Regions from separate parts of the Mus musculus genome. Here region 1 is linked to region 2. A link is a contact called in public promoter capture Hi-C data. All regions are on one chromosome and are shown on one strand. The core of a region is the stretch at or near the end of the contact, and the rest is flanking DNA. Distances in the headings are between cores, read along the strand shown.

The links. Capture Hi-C pulls out chosen DNA fragments and counts their contacts.
Region 1: a promoter capture Hi-C map of adipose tissue shows a contact between it and region 2. The contact joins two enhancer-like sites. A contact is called at or near these places in 3 of 484 Hi-C or Micro-C datasets (double positive thymocytes, effector CD8 T cells and embryonic stem cells), 2 of 115 datasets of contacts at active chromatin or transcription factors (effector CD8 T cells and embryonic stem cells) and 3 of 9 other capture datasets (adipose tissue, liver and pancreatic islet).

Annotation. Positions count from the first base shown.
Region 1 is chr17:86,821,297-86,823,996 of GRCm38.p6, reverse strand. Epas1 (endothelial PAS domain protein 1) reads right to left here. Exons shown (of 16, transcript NM_010137.3): 8 at 170-317. Among named protein-coding and RNA genes, the nearest start is that of Epas1, 69 kb to the right of the region's middle. Within about 2 kb of position 1,361, at least 9 of the 459 cell types and tissues checked have an H3K27ac peak or open chromatin away from gene starts, as enhancers often do. A contact at or near this core is called in adipose tissue, where this site is marked.
Region 2 is chr17:86,731,013-86,733,747 of GRCm38.p6, reverse strand. No RefSeq gene overlaps it. Among named protein-coding and RNA genes, the nearest start is that of Epas1, 21 kb to the left of the region's middle. Within about 2 kb of position 1,452, at least 230 of the 459 cell types and tissues checked have an H3K27ac peak or open chromatin away from gene starts, as enhancers often do. A contact at or near this core is called in adipose tissue, where this site is marked.

The DNA of each region.
Region 1 (2,700 bases), core at 112-2,611, 90 kb before region 2:
AAGTCAGAGACATGATACCATAGCTGACAAATGAAAAAGAAACACGCTAGAGCTCTGTTCCTAAGACCTCAATATAGAGCCCTCCCAGTTAGAAGGATCCACACCACAGCCAGCATGTGGAGGTACTGCCCAGGGTCCCGAGAGGCTGGCTGCTCCCTCCTCGACTCACCTCAGCACATAGTTGACACACATGATACACTGAGGCTGCAGGTTGCGGGGGTTGTAGATGACCGTCCCCTGGGTCTCCAGCCACACATATCCTCCGTGTTTGGCTAGCATCCGGTACTGGCCAGATACCACCTGCCCCTTGGTGCACACTAGTGAAGAAAGGAGCCAGAGGTAAGAGAGGTGCAGGAGTGGTGTGCAGCACACACTCTAACCCCACAGGAAGTGTCACCTGCCCGGGGAGGGGGATGGACAGAGCTGCCAGATGGATGCCAAGGCCAGGAACAGTGAGAGGGTTGGGGGAGGGGGAGATCATTTCAGCCAACTCTTCGTTTCAAAAAATGGGAATAGGAGTTCTGAAGGAAAGCAGATGTTTGCCTGCCCAGTGCAGGAGTGACTCCCAGTCAACCAGGGAGCAGCACCCTACTGACTTCACCTCCTGAAGGTAGCAGACCACATCTGGAAGGTGGACCGCAGGGCTGCAGCCCCGTCCCATTCCCTGACTGTGGAGGACAGAACAGGGCTGGGCAAGTGCTCGTCCACGGAGCTCCAGCCCCAGTCCTTTCTGTTATTTTGATGCATTAGTCAGGTTGTCCTTGAACTCCCTCTGAAGTCTAGGCGGGCCTTAAACCATTCTTCTGCCTTAGCCCCCTGAATAACTGGGACTCAACTCAAGAGCTGTGTCACAAGACCCAGCTGAAGTTTGTTTTTTAAACTTTGTGTCCCTTGAACTTTCTGCTACCTTAGGAGCCAGATACAATTTGAGAGAAACTACTGCTCTATTTATCTGGAGTAGGGAAAGGCCTGTACTGTTAATTCAGGGCCTCAGCCACTGGAAGGTCTTTAAACTTGCCAACTGCCCCGTGAGACTGCCAGCTTAGAGTTTCTTTCCTCTCCTAGGCCATTCTAAGTAGTCAATTTCACAGTCTAAAAACACCAAGGGGTGTCCCACACACTAGTTTGTCTTCTTCCCCATTTCCAAATGCATTTTTATTTTTGTGAAAGAGCTCTCAAGGGCTCCTTTTCAGTCATGTCTGCTGATTTTAGAAATGTCTGTTAGCTTCTTAAACTGTCCACTGACTTTCACCCCCCCCCCCCTCCAAATGATTGTTCAGAGCTCCAGCCCAGAAGTGCCCAGGTCACAGAGAACTGAAGAGGAATGATGGGAGGCTCAGGAAGTCTTGCTGGCTTGGGGACTTTGGGTAAGTAACAATCCTGGTGTGGTTTCCTCTCATGTCCATCACTGTCATTTCTAACTGTCCAGAAGGCTACTGCTGTTTGCAGATCAAATGGACTTGCCTGCCTCATCGGCTACACAAACACTGTTTAGGAATTTCCTCTTCCACAAGCTATCAATGCCTAGTGCTTAGGTACTGTGCCAGTTATGTTACTAGGAATTGTTTACGGCAATTGTCCTGGGGTTCTAGGAGAGAACAGCTATGTTCCCTGTAGGCAGTCTCCTTGGATCTACCAGTCAGCTCGTGGGCCACCTCATCAGTCCTGCATGGTCTGATGAGGGATGGCCTTGTTCATAGTCACACCAGTCACAGTCCTTCTGCCTTGGCACATCTTACCCTCTTGGATATCTTAACACACAGCAGCGAGGAGCAGGAATGATGGAGAATTACATGTGCGCATTGCTCAGCAGAGCCACCGCTGCCTTGAGAGGTAAATTCAAGTCCCTGTGACAGTCATTACATAGTGCACCTGTGGAGTTCAGTGTCATGGCTGCCTTGCTTGGTGTGGGTTACCAGTGTGTGAAACTCCTGCTTCCCATCGACAGCGACTGCAGCCCTTGAAAGAGTCCTTTGGCTAAACATGATTGCCAGCTTGCACAGTCTCAGGCTTGAGAGTCTAGATTAGACACATTTTCCTCTCTACAACAAGCTTTATTGTATTTTAATTAATTTTAATTTTAATTAATTAATTTTAATTAATCCCATGGAGAGGTAACTATTTCACGCATATAGTACAGTGAGTTTTGACAAACGTAAACACCTAAGTAGCCATCACCACAGCAGAGGGACCAAAAACTTCATCTGAACCTGCCCCATGGCCCACGTGCCTAACTCCTCCTCCTAGTTCTGACTTCTGATTCCAGACGATCACCGATCTTTCCCCGGCACCGTCTCCTGTCCTTTCTAGACGTCTATGGGAGTAGACTTTCTTGAGTTTGGCTTCATTATCCTTGAGCATCGTGTTCCTGAGGTTGTGGGTGTTTCTGTGATTCGTGGGAGAGAAGTGTCTCCCTGGGTGTACCATGGCCAGTTTATTCCTTTGACCTGGATGTTTGAGTTTCCCGTTGTGAATAAAAGTGCAATAGACATCTGTATCCAAATCCACATCCAAAAGAACGTGGCTTTCTTTTTCATGGGGGTGTAACAAGGTAAGAAACTTCTAGATTATCTGCTGAAGACCATGTTTTTATTATCAGAAGTAGTCAGATTGTTTTGCCACTTTGATTGTCTTATCTTCATCTAATCTTTTAAATGGACTCCTGTGCAGGAGGGAGGAGAGACAGCACCCTCTAACACA
Region 2 (2,735 bases), core at 203-2,702:
GAGCCAGCCATTTTTCTATAATGAAAATGAGACTTTTCCTCCTATACCAGCCTCTTGCCTACAGGAAATCTGTATCCTAGAAGTCCGCAGCTGTGAATACAGTCTATTAAATAGCTAGAAGCATGGTAGAGGTTGCCTTTTGAAGGGTTCTAAAGCCTTCTCTGCGACCAGAGAGGTCAAGTAAGGACTGTTGATCATTCTGCATTTCATTATTGAGACCTAGTCTGTACCAGCTGCTGGCTACTGAGGACTCTTGAGGGGAATACAGCCAGTCACGGCCAATGGGACCTGAGAATGCATCAACTTAGAACTGTACTATGGCCAGACACTGGCTGGTGGATTTCTGCACCAAGTGTCATAGATGCAGTAGATGGAGTTAGAGTGGGCAGGGGGGAAAGTAGATAGAGGCTCCACAGAGAATGTGATGTGGTACAAACTCTCAGAGGAAGAGACACATGGGAGAAACCTGGGTCTGAAGTCTGGACCTACTGAGCCCAGAGCCCTGGGTCCCGGAAGGGGACCACAACTGGAGAGATCAATTGGATTCAAGTGATGTGGATGTCAGTAGACATCCCAAAATGGATATGATTTATTTATTTATTATATGTAAATACACTGTAGCTGTCTTCAGACACACCAGAAGAGGGCATCCAATCTCATTACAGATGGTTATTAGCTACCATGCGGTTGCTGGGATTTGAACTCAGGATCTCAAGAAAAGCAGTCAGTGCTCTTAACCACTGAGCCATCTTACCAGCCCAGCCCAAGTGGATACAGTTTATCCTGGCAAATCATGGGCGCCACTGAAACACAGATATGGCTACTCCCCTATGACTGGGGTGGTGGGCACATTGCTAAGAGAAAAACCAACAGGAAGTTCACTTTTGCCAGCCAGACTTCCCAAGCTGGGCACAGTCCTTCCTCTTTTCTTCACCTATAATGCTCTTCCCAGGGAGCTGTCTGCTCCTCTCTCCTCTTATCCATCTCCAGGCACCACTTATTCCTACTGTGTGTATGCTGCACTTACTATGTCTGCTGGTCTTTGTCAGTCAGAGCAAGGATGTTTGTGGTCCTCACTCCCAGCTCTCTGCTCCTTGCTCTGTCCCCAACAGGCAGATGACACTCAGCAATTGTTTGTGGATAGCGTGAGTGAATGGATGACTGACTGACTGAATAAATGATTGATTGAATGAATGAATGAATGAATTTTTTTCCTCAACACAGAGCCCTAAGAAGATGCACAAGAAGCAAGAAATACCTTCTTCACTTGTGGGAATCAAGGCAGGAAGGAATGCCCCCACCTCTGCTCTAAGCCTTCAAGGTCTGTTTTTGGTCCCAGCGTGGTGGCACAGTCCCCTCCCCATGCCCAGCAGGGCACTTGGCATAGCCCAGGGCGACGTGCCACTCCTCGGCAAGCACTTCCTCCTTCAGTGGGCCCCGCCCTGCCAGGCTGCCTGCTCTGTGCCTCCCGGAAATGCCTCCCTGCGAGGCCGGCTGGCTAGGTCCTCCCAGAGCGACAATGGCTTGCAGGAAGGGCCAAGCAGAGGAGGAAGCCTGGGCGGGGCTTTCTAGGAAGCGACCTTTGCAGGCCTCCTCTCAGCTTGGGGTCACCAGGGCCTTTGGTTGCTTTGTGCCAGTCACTATGCTCCCTGCCAAACCCATTTCCACAGCCACAGGAGACCCTCTGAGTAGGGCCCATGACACTGAAACTATCCTGGTGTTCCTGTATTGATTCATAGCTTTAGATTTAATTTAGACTTAAGTGAAAAAGAGAAAGCCACAGCATTCTATTAGGATTGTTACGGGGCACTCTCACAAAGGCTGCTAATTCATCCGATTTTTTTTTTTAAATAAAATGATCGGAGGCAGTGTGAAATCTTGGCTGAAATTTTAGCTAGTAAAAGTAGGAGTGCTCTTTATTAATTTTTTCCCCCACTTTTCTGTAACCTTAAAAGTATTTCAAGCCCCAGGGTAAGTAGCACTCCCTTTTAATCCCAGCAGAGGCAGGAGGATATCTGTGAGTTCAAGGCCAGCCTGATCCAAAGAGAGTTCTAGGAGAACCAGGACTACATAGAGGAAACCATGTCTTGAAAAAAAACAAAAAAACAAAACAAACAAACAAAAAAACTAAATCCAAACCAAACAACAAAACAATGTACTTCCAATTAAACCTGAAGTAAAGGACTGGCAAGACGGCTCAGCTGTGAAGAACATAGATTGCCATTGTAGACGAGCTGAGTCTGGTTCCCAGCGCCCAATTTCCTGGAACTCTAGCTCCCAGGAATCAGATGTGTCTGGCCTCTGTAGATAGCAGCAGTTACACAGGCACATACTCACGATTTAAAAGTCTTTTAAAAAGTGAAAGAAGCACCAGGAATAGCCAGATTTGAATTTTCTTTTCCATGACGACCTCTTGGAGGTTTCCTGACTTAATGTCCTGGATTTGACCTTTGGCAGTGGTCTTCAATCATCCGGGAGAGCAAGGTGCCATGGTATCCTCTGGAGGACAAAGGAACTTGCTTGCTTTCTCCCCCAACCTTTTCTTAAAATTTAGGATCAAAGGCATGCACTACCACCTCTAGCAAGATTAGTTCTGTGCTCTTTTTGATTACATGTATGTGAGTGTGTGTACGTGGAGGAGCGTGTACGCAGGTGGGCACAGGCACCCACAGAGGGTCCTCTGGGCCTAGATTTGCAAGCTTGGGTGCTGGGAACTGAATTTGGCTCCTCTGCAA